3 separate regions of the Mus musculus genome follow, and regions 1 and 3 are each linked to region 2. A link is a contact called in public HiChIP or PLAC-seq and promoter capture Hi-C data. All regions are on one chromosome and are shown on one strand. Each heading gives the region's core, a stretch centred on a gene start, on an enhancer-like site or on the middle of the called end of the contact. The rest is flanking DNA. Distances are from core to core; before and after follow the strand shown. Region 1 holds the start of 2810408I11Rik (RIKEN cDNA 2810408I11 gene). Region 2 holds the start of Acadl (acyl-Coenzyme A dehydrogenase, long-chain). Region 3 holds the start of Fzd5 (frizzled class receptor 5).

Region 1 (2,700 bases), core at 152-2,651, 2.2 Mb before region 2:
CTTCCTTAACTAGACCTTTCTTCCCTTCCTTCTTACTGTCCAGAATAACATAGTCTTAAATACACATGACAATGACTTCTGAACTTCATGTTCAACACTTATTTCCAGTATAAAATCTAAACTCTTGGTCTGGAGAGATGGCTCAGCGGTTAAGAGCACTGACTGCTCTTCCAGAGGTCCTGAGTTCAATTCCCAGCCACCACATAATGGCTTACAACCATCTGTGATGGGAGCCAATGCCTCTTCTGATGTGTCTGAAGACAGCCACAGTGTACTCATACAAATACAATAAATATATACATTAAAAGAAAACAACTAAACTCTTGACCTCATTGACTTTGGGGTCAGATATTTGTGTTTGTACTCCAAGAGCAGCAGTGTGAACTCGTACAGCTAGATTCTCCAAATCTTTGCTTCTCATTTGCCTAAATTTACTGGGAGCCTGGACTGCTGGACTTCAGGAACAGAAATGAACGAGAAGATTCAATTAGGGAAGATATTTAAAATCCCCAAGTGAAAAGATTGCTCTTCCTTAAAATGAACACTACCAAGCACCAACAGTCTCTGTCATTTTCCCTAACCGTGACTTCCTTTCACAGGTACTCGGAGATAAACCTGGAATCCAGACTATTCTGGCCCCTACACGAGCAGTAACCTTGTCATGTAACCTTGAGAAAGTTACTCAGTTTCTGCATGCTCCCCCTACCCTGCCACCGATCAGTAAAATCTGGGAGATCGAACATTGGACTGCTCTTTAGACTTAGCGCTAAGGGAGCTCGGTTGGCATGGTTGGCAATACTTGGTGCATGCTAAAGGTCAATTGCTCTCTACCATCCCCATCACTTAGGACTGTGGGCACCCCACAGTGTGGTTCTCTATTTTGTGGGAGAAAACTGTTCTCTGCATTGCTAGTTAAAGAAACAAAGTCTGGAAACTCCTGTCTTGTGATGGCAGAAAACAAGCGAAACCGGAGTTGCTGGCTCCCAGCTTTTCTGAACCGAGAGTTTGGTCCTTATTTGACGTACGAGGAAATTGAAGAGTGACGTGTCCTCGGGTTTCATGCAAGACACAGTCACGACTCTTTATTGAGAGTAAGGAGCGAGCCCCGGGGTTGCTATGGCCAAGTTGCAAGCGAGAACGTAACACTGGGAAGACAGGAGAAGAGCATTTAGCCATATACAACCGGCTAAGTCCAGTGCAACTTACTTGGGTGAGCAAAGGGAAGCTGTCAAACATGGAGAGACCAAACTGCTGACAAAACCAACTCTTCACCAGGCCGGACCTTCGGGGCCCGCCTTGAAGGGCGGCCTCGAGTAACAAACTGCCGCAGCTCCCCAGTAGGAGCCGGACTCGGCGCAGCTCGAGATGAATGGAAACCAGAATTCGCGCGGCTCAGCTTAAGGGACGGGGCGGGGCTTTGTGAGTCACGTGCCTGGGCCGTAGGCGGGTGCGTGGAGGGAAGTCCGGGTCTGATTGGCTACCCGTCACCAGGTGACCGCGGAGCGCGTTCCGGTTGGCAGGAGCCGGCTAGCGGCCTTCAGTTCGGAGGCGGCGACGGAAGGAGGAGGAGCTCCGGCCGCGCTCTCGGCCCGCAGTGGCTGCGTCTCCCAGCGCTTGTCGGGTCCCCACCCCTTTTAAATAAGCCGGGCTGGTCGCCGCCCTCGCAGACTAGTCCGCTGTGGGGAGGCGGCGGCGGCGAGCCGGCGGGGGTGCGGCCGAGGCCGGAGCCCTGCCCCGGGCTGGGCGGCGGGGCGGGCGGGCGCGCAGCGGGCGCGGCGGCGAGTGCGGGCGGGCGCAGCCCCGCTCTGCCCGGGGCTGCCGGCGCCGACCGCGCCATTGTTGGGGGAGGGGGCGGGCGCGGAGTCCGGGGCGAGCGGAGGCGCAGGCGTCGGCCGAGCGGAGCGGACGCTCCCCATGGGGAACACGCTGACCTGTTGCGTGTCCCCCAATGCCAGCCCCAAGCTGGGCCGGCGCGCGGGGCCGGCAGAGCCCGACTACGAGTCCGAGGTCTACGAGGCGGCGGCCGGGGACGCGGTGGCGGTAGCGCCGGCGCCCGCTGCGGCCGTGGAGCCCGCCGAGTTGGATTTCGGAGCCGGCGAGGGCCACCACCTGCAGCACATCAGTGACCGAGAGATGCCCGAAGGTGAGGAGGCAGCGGGCGCGTCCGGGCCGTGGCGCACCTCTGGCCTCCACCGACTCCCTGGGTCCCGCTGGGAGGCGGCCGCCGCCTCGGGTTCCTTCCTGCCGGGATTATTCCTGGCGCAGGCCTGGACACCGGGAATGAGGGCTGTGGCTCGTGTTCCCACCCCTTATTCTTTCTCGGCCACGTCTGGCCAGTTTCTCTCCCACCCCTACGCCCAGTTCTTCACTCTTCCCATTCTCTCATTCTGACCCGGGACCCTGTACCCGGCACCGCTTCCTCTTTGTACTGCTGTGTACCGTCCAGTGGAACTTAAGACTTCAAGAGACTATAATTGCCCCTTTTCTTAATAAAACTCCCAGGTACCCCTAACCTCAGAATAGCCATCCCATCTCTCTGTCCTTACTTAGGCAGATGGTACGTAAGGTAAGAGCATAATGTTCCTCTTGCTCTGAACGAGTTGAGTAACTGATACTAGAGCAATCTAGATTCAGCATGGTTAAAGATTTCTTATTTACGTTCAAGTAGAGATTGCCACCAAAATGTGTATGGTATTAAGT
Region 2 (2,700 bases), core at 198-2,697:
CCTCCAGTGTGTGTGGAGGGGGAATTACAGGCCTGGGCCACCGCTTTAAAGCCTCATTTACATAAAAAAAAGTCAGACTAAATGAAATGACCCATTGGCACACTCAGGCCCTGGCAGCTGGATGTAAACGTTCTTGGGCTCAGCCTAGGCCTCGCTCCATAAATGCTGACTCAGACTGCCTTTCAACTGGATCGTTGGCCATTATACTCATAACCCTTTAAGAAACCCGTGACGATAAAACTATAGCTCCTGGCTCACTGACCATTCTCCAATAATCCTCTGTAAGGCAGAGCTTCTTCCCACACTTGAATCAAAATAAGATCATTTGGGGGGTTCTCTAATTAAAAAAATACAGAAATATTATTAACATAAAAAGAAATAAGAAAAGCTAGAACAATAGGAACACACCCTTTCGCAGCATCCAGCAATGAGTCAGCTGGCCTGTCCTTTGCCACCGATGCAGGTGTCTCTGTTCATCTTCAGGGTGCTCTAATTTTAAGAGCGTCAGAACATCACTTCCTCCGGAGAATAGAAAAGCATTCCTATCTTAAAGTCCTCGGAACTTTCCCAAGTCTCCTCCGGATGGATAAGCTTTACCACAGCACTGTATTGTACTTCGCAACAATGTGCTAATTAGCTCATTTAAATGTCCTGCCACCATAATTAACAAAGCTTTACACTTCCAGTCTGCTTTATCCAAGGAATGGATTTTTAGACAGGTAAAACTTGATCTCAGTATAAACACCCCCAAAAGTCTCTAAAGCTCTTGGGAGCTGCCCATTAATCCCTCTACATTTAATTAGTTTAAGGATTTAGTAATAAGTGTACAACTAATTTATCAGATGGGGCCTACGCCTGGACGCCTGAGTCGGGATGATTGAAGTTGCTCTGGTCTTCCGGTCCCCGCCTCCGCACACCAAGTCCCAAGTTCACTGTCAGGTGGCAGTCCCCAGTCTCCGTTCCAACTGGGCTAAAGGTCGCACTACTCGGTGGCAGAGCGCCCAGGGGGTGATCGCTCCCGCTAAAGCTGGGACAACACTTTCAAAGTCAGTTCACGGGACACTGTAGGACGTGGGGCGGGGCCCAGGCCTGGAGCGAGCATTAGGGGTTGCCTTGCCTTTTGGGGCGCGGCGGACCGTGGTGGGGACACCCCGAGTTCTCCACGCCACAGCGGGCAGCCCCGGGTTCCGGAGAGAAGGCCCGGTCCCTTCCTCCGGCCGCGTCGCCCCGGCTTGACCGTAGCGCGTCACACCCCATCCCCAGAGCTCCGCCGCCCCGGCTGCCGGTACCCCAGGCTGTACCCGCACTCACCGGGCGGAGGGCAGCGGGCGTGGCGCCGAGCGGGCGCTCAGGACGCGCAGGGAGCGGAGGAGCAGGCGCGCAGCCATGGCGGGATGGACGGCGGCGGACGGGACTGGCGGGCTCCGCGGCGGGGGCAGGCGGACAGAGGGGCGGCCGGACGGCGGGACGGTGGGGCGGGCCTCGGGGACAGCCAACTGCGGGCCGCAGGGCGGTGCCGCCAGCTCGGGCGGGGTCTGCGCCAGGCTCTGCGCGACGCCCCGTGCGCCCTCCCCTCCCGGCTGCAGGGCTGAGCGAGGGTTCCCTGGAGAGTCGTCCCACCCCCGCACTGAAAGGTGCATGGAGTTAATTTTCTAACTTCGGAAAGCTCTCTGAATGTCGATAAATGTATGAGTACTCACTGTAAAGGATTGTGCTGATTTGGTTTGGGTTTTTTGTTTGTTTTGGTTTTGTTTTTTTCCTTGCAAACGTTTGTAGCTACTCTTTGAAAATAAATAAGTAAGTATATTTGATAACGGAATAACAATTGGTTCAATTCTCCAATAGTACTTGAACTCGCATATGGTTGTTTCCTTTTTTTGTTGTTGTTTTGGTTCAATTCAAGGACATGTATTATTTGGGTTTATGGATTTGATGATTTGTAATGGGAAATGCCTGACAGGTTTTGAACTCTAAAGAATGTGTACATTACATCGATTTCTAAGGAGGCAAGGGGGCCTTTCTAATAACAACAGTTACGGAATCTGAAATAGTGAAAGTGAAAGACATTTTGTGTTAGCAATCAACTACTGACAGCCCACTGAGTAGGACATACAGAAATGTTTCAAAGAAAAGCTTTAGGGTTTCACGGCACCAACAATCTGGAAAACATAGTCTTTTTTTATTTAAAAAAATAATTTTAGATTACATTTCATTCATGTGTGTCGTCTGTCTGTCGTGCACTCATGTGGAGTCCAGAAGTTCCTATCAGATGTCTTCATCAATTGCCCTCCAGGTTTCTCACTGAACCTGGAGTTTATAGATTTGGCTAGCCGGTTTGGTAGTGATCTACCTGTCTTTCTGCTTCCCTAGGGCTATGTTTACAAATGCTCAGAAGAGTCGTTTATTTTCTAGGAGTAACTTGATCTGGTTGGGGGTGGGGCTGTTTGTTTTGTCTTTTTTTTTTTTTCCCCGGGTTTCCTAGTGGCAGAATTAATGCAAATGGTGTGTGTCCTTGCTCTGTTGCATTCTTGCTAAGGCTAACTGGAGGCACGTTTGTTTAAGATCCTGTTCATCTGGTTTATCATGAAGTTATTGTTTCCTTTTATAAAATAAAAACAAACAAGTAGTGTGTGTGTGTGTGTGTGTGTGTGTGTGTGTGTGTGTGTGTGTACACTTATTCCTGGGGATCGGACTCAGGCC
Region 3 (2,700 bases), core at 119-2,618, 2.1 Mb before region 2:
AAGCGGCCAGAATTGGTGCACCTCCAGGCCTGCTTCGTCCTGCGTGTCATGGTTGAACTGGTTGGGCATGTGCGTCAGGTTGTAGCCGATGCCTCGGCACATGGGCACCGTGATTTCCTGGCACACCGGGGCCTTGGAGGCGGCCGCTGCCCGGCCCACCAGCTGCGCCAGCAACAGCAGCAGAAGAGAGGGAGGCGCAGACGGGTCGGGTCGAGCCATCGTCTCCTTCTTCCCTTTGCCTCCCGCTGCCTGAGAGGGTCTGCGTTGGCCGACGAATCTGCGGCCGGGGCTTCCCTCTCCGGAGTCTTGAGTGTGACGCCCGGGCTGGCAACCTGTTGGTTTCTTTTTCTCTTAAAGAAATCCGTCCAAAGATAAACTGTTTCTGGAAGGCGCTGCCTCCGCCGGCAGCACTCAGTTCCACACCAGATAGGGCTGGAGGGATGATTAGGGCTCCGACTCCAAGGACAGAACTCTTAAAAGAGAAGGTAGGGGAAAAGAAAAATCGCAACCACTCCTCTTAGAGGAGCGCCAACCACTTGGTCTCCGCAAACCAGCTCCAATCTCAAGATTAACTCCTTTCCTCCCCTCCTCCTAGAACCAAACTTCAGACGCCCCCACCCCCTCCACCCCACTGCCCGCGCCCGCCTCTCTTTTCTGGCCCGGCCCTGCAGGCTGTGCCTGGGGCCAGAGAGCTCAGTCCCCGAGATGGGGGCAGAGGAACCGGGTGAACTGGGAAGACGCGGGCTCTCACCTCGGAGGATCCTGCTGGGCGGCAGATGTCTGCGACCAGCCGGGCTCCTCAGTCGCGCGACTCCGAATCGGGCCAGAGCTGGGAAAGTTTAACGACAAGCTAGGTACCTGTGGCGGCGACACATGGCAGCAGGTGGAGGGCGTTTCAGAGAGCAGGGCGCCCCTCGACCATGGGCGGCGCGGGCCGGTCACTCGCCTTCTCTTCCTTCGGGGCCCCCTGCATGATTCGGGCAGAGCAAGGCAGGGGCAGGCCGTGCCTTCCACCGGCGTCCCGGGGCCGGGACGAAGGGCAAGGGCGCCGGGCAGCACTTGAACTGCGCGGAGGGGTGCGGCAGCCGGAGGGGACCCCGCCACCTCACAGCACAGCGAGCAGCCAGCGCTGGTCGGGCGGGGACTGCATAGTCCGCACCCGCCGCCGCGTCCCGCCAGCCGCTCGCCGCCTCCCCTGCAGGGGGCTCCGCGCTCCAGCAGACTCCGGGGGGCGGTGGCGGCGCTCTCGGGACGCGCCCCGCTCGGCTCCTCCCCCGCGCTCTCGCACTCTTTCGCCCACCTCCAGGGAGCTCCGAGCTGTGCGCGACGGCAGAGGACAAGTCGCGGCCGCAGGCTGACTGCCCTCTCCCGCCCCGCCCGGGTCACCTGCCTCTAATGCCCGCCGGGAGGCCCCGCCCCGGGACCGCCCCTCCCGCCCCCTCCCGCCCTGCCCCGAGCTGGGCCGTCCCACGAATCGCTCTCCGGGTCCCCGCCCACCGCCCCGCTGTCCTGGCCTCTCCGCGAGCGCCCCGCGGCCCCGCCCGGAGCGGGCAGCGGAAGAGCGTCGGCCAATAGTGGACCGGGAAGTTACGAGGGCGGGGTCAATGCTAATGAGTCCTCCCAGAGAACCCGGGCGGGAAACCTGGCCCCAAGTCCTTCTGGAGTTCTCTGCGGTGGTTCACCAGGATGGTGCTCACTTTCCTGAGGGCTCTGTTCTCTGAACGCCGGCTTCCAGGGCCTCCACCAGGCCACCTCTCTCCAGCTGAGTGTCCTTATCGAGGTCTGGCGCTTGTTTAAAGGGATGAGAGGTCAATTCGGTTGTGCCACCTGTCCTCTTTCTAAGCTGCCTTGTGCTAGGTGACAGACGTGCTAGTACTTAATGAGCAACCTCGTGTTAGTTAATCGTTTACACCTTGATACGCGATCTGGATACCGTAGGATTCTGAGGCCAGAACACCTCAGAACTTGACCTACACAGCTGAGCTAACAAGACAGCAGAGACGTTGACAAACTTGTGCCCCTCCCTGTGCGAGCTCCTGGCACACAATAGGCGCTCTGACCTGGAATCCCAAACCAGAAGCTGGGCAGCAGAGTTCACAATCTTTACCACTCACCCCTCCCTTAGAAATATCGATATTTCCCAGGCTTTGCCCTTTTATATATAACAAAATCTTGTCCTTGTGACAAGAGAATGAATTTCTTTCCAGTTTTGGAAGTCTCTAGAGACGTTAGTCCTTAGCAGTTGCGGTTTATAATCCCTGGCAGATCCGAATTTGCCCACAGAGAAAAACTCTTGAACTGGAGCAGTGTACAGCTCAGGGTGCTTGGTCCCCCAGGGTTGGCTGCTGTGCACTCTGGCGAGGTTGAGACCGGATAACCGGGGCGTACTGGGGCAGTGGGAACCGTGAAAAGACCTGCTGCGCACAGTCAACGCAGGGACACGCAGTGGCGCTCTCCTGATGGGTTAGTATACTCCAAGTTTTAAATGTCCCACAAATGCCTCTCTTCTACGAGTTCTAATTAGGCTGGGAGACCGAGGTGTTTAGCATGCTTGAAATTCGTTCACACGCTTATGAAGAGGCTTTAAATTGTAGACTGCTCCTTCACTCCTCCTTCCGCTGGGGGAGGGGAGTGGGAGGGATTTGAAGTAGGGGAGGGCATAGGAGTACTTGAAGGACTCTGAACTGGCCTCACTGACTG

What was found. Promoter capture Hi-C pulls out the DNA fragments that hold promoters and counts their contacts. HiChIP or PLAC-seq counts read pairs in DNA pulled down with a chosen protein or histone mark.
Region 1: a promoter capture Hi-C map of pre-B cells shows a contact between it and region 2. The contact joins the promoter of 2810408I11Rik here to the promoter of Acadl in region 2. A contact is called at or near these places in 2 of 39 promoter capture datasets (the C10 cell line and pre-B cells), 1 of 484 Hi-C or Micro-C datasets (B cells) and 1 of 115 datasets of contacts at active chromatin or transcription factors (astrocytes).
Region 3: an H3K27ac HiChIP or PLAC-seq map of large pre-B cells shows a contact between it and region 2, with 4 times the contacts expected there. The contact joins the promoter of Fzd5 here to the promoter of Acadl in region 2. A contact is called at or near these places in 4 of 39 promoter capture datasets (the C10 cell line, embryonic stem cells and liver) and 2 of 115 datasets of contacts at active chromatin or transcription factors (astrocytes and large pre-B cells).

What each region holds. Positions count from the first base shown.
Region 1 is chr1:64,689,258-64,691,957 of GRCm38.p6, forward strand. 2810408I11Rik (RIKEN cDNA 2810408I11 gene) reads right to left here and starts at 1,402. Exons shown (of 2, transcript NR_038009.1): 1 at 1,207-1,402. Ccnyl1 (cyclin Y-like 1) reads left to right here and starts at 2,088. Exons shown (of 10, transcript NM_001097644.1): 1 at 2,088-2,143. The coding sequence starts at 2,134.
Region 2 is chr1:66,861,862-66,864,561 of GRCm38.p6, forward strand. Acadl (acyl-Coenzyme A dehydrogenase, long-chain) reads right to left here and starts at 1,448. Exons shown (of 11, transcript NM_007381.4): 1 at 1,312-1,448. The coding sequence starts at 1,388.
Region 3 is chr1:64,736,382-64,739,081 of GRCm38.p6, forward strand. It overlaps Fzd5 (frizzled class receptor 5), which reads right to left and starts at 1,369. Exons shown (of 2, transcript NM_022721.3): 1 at 752-1,369; 2 at 1-472. The coding sequence starts at 219.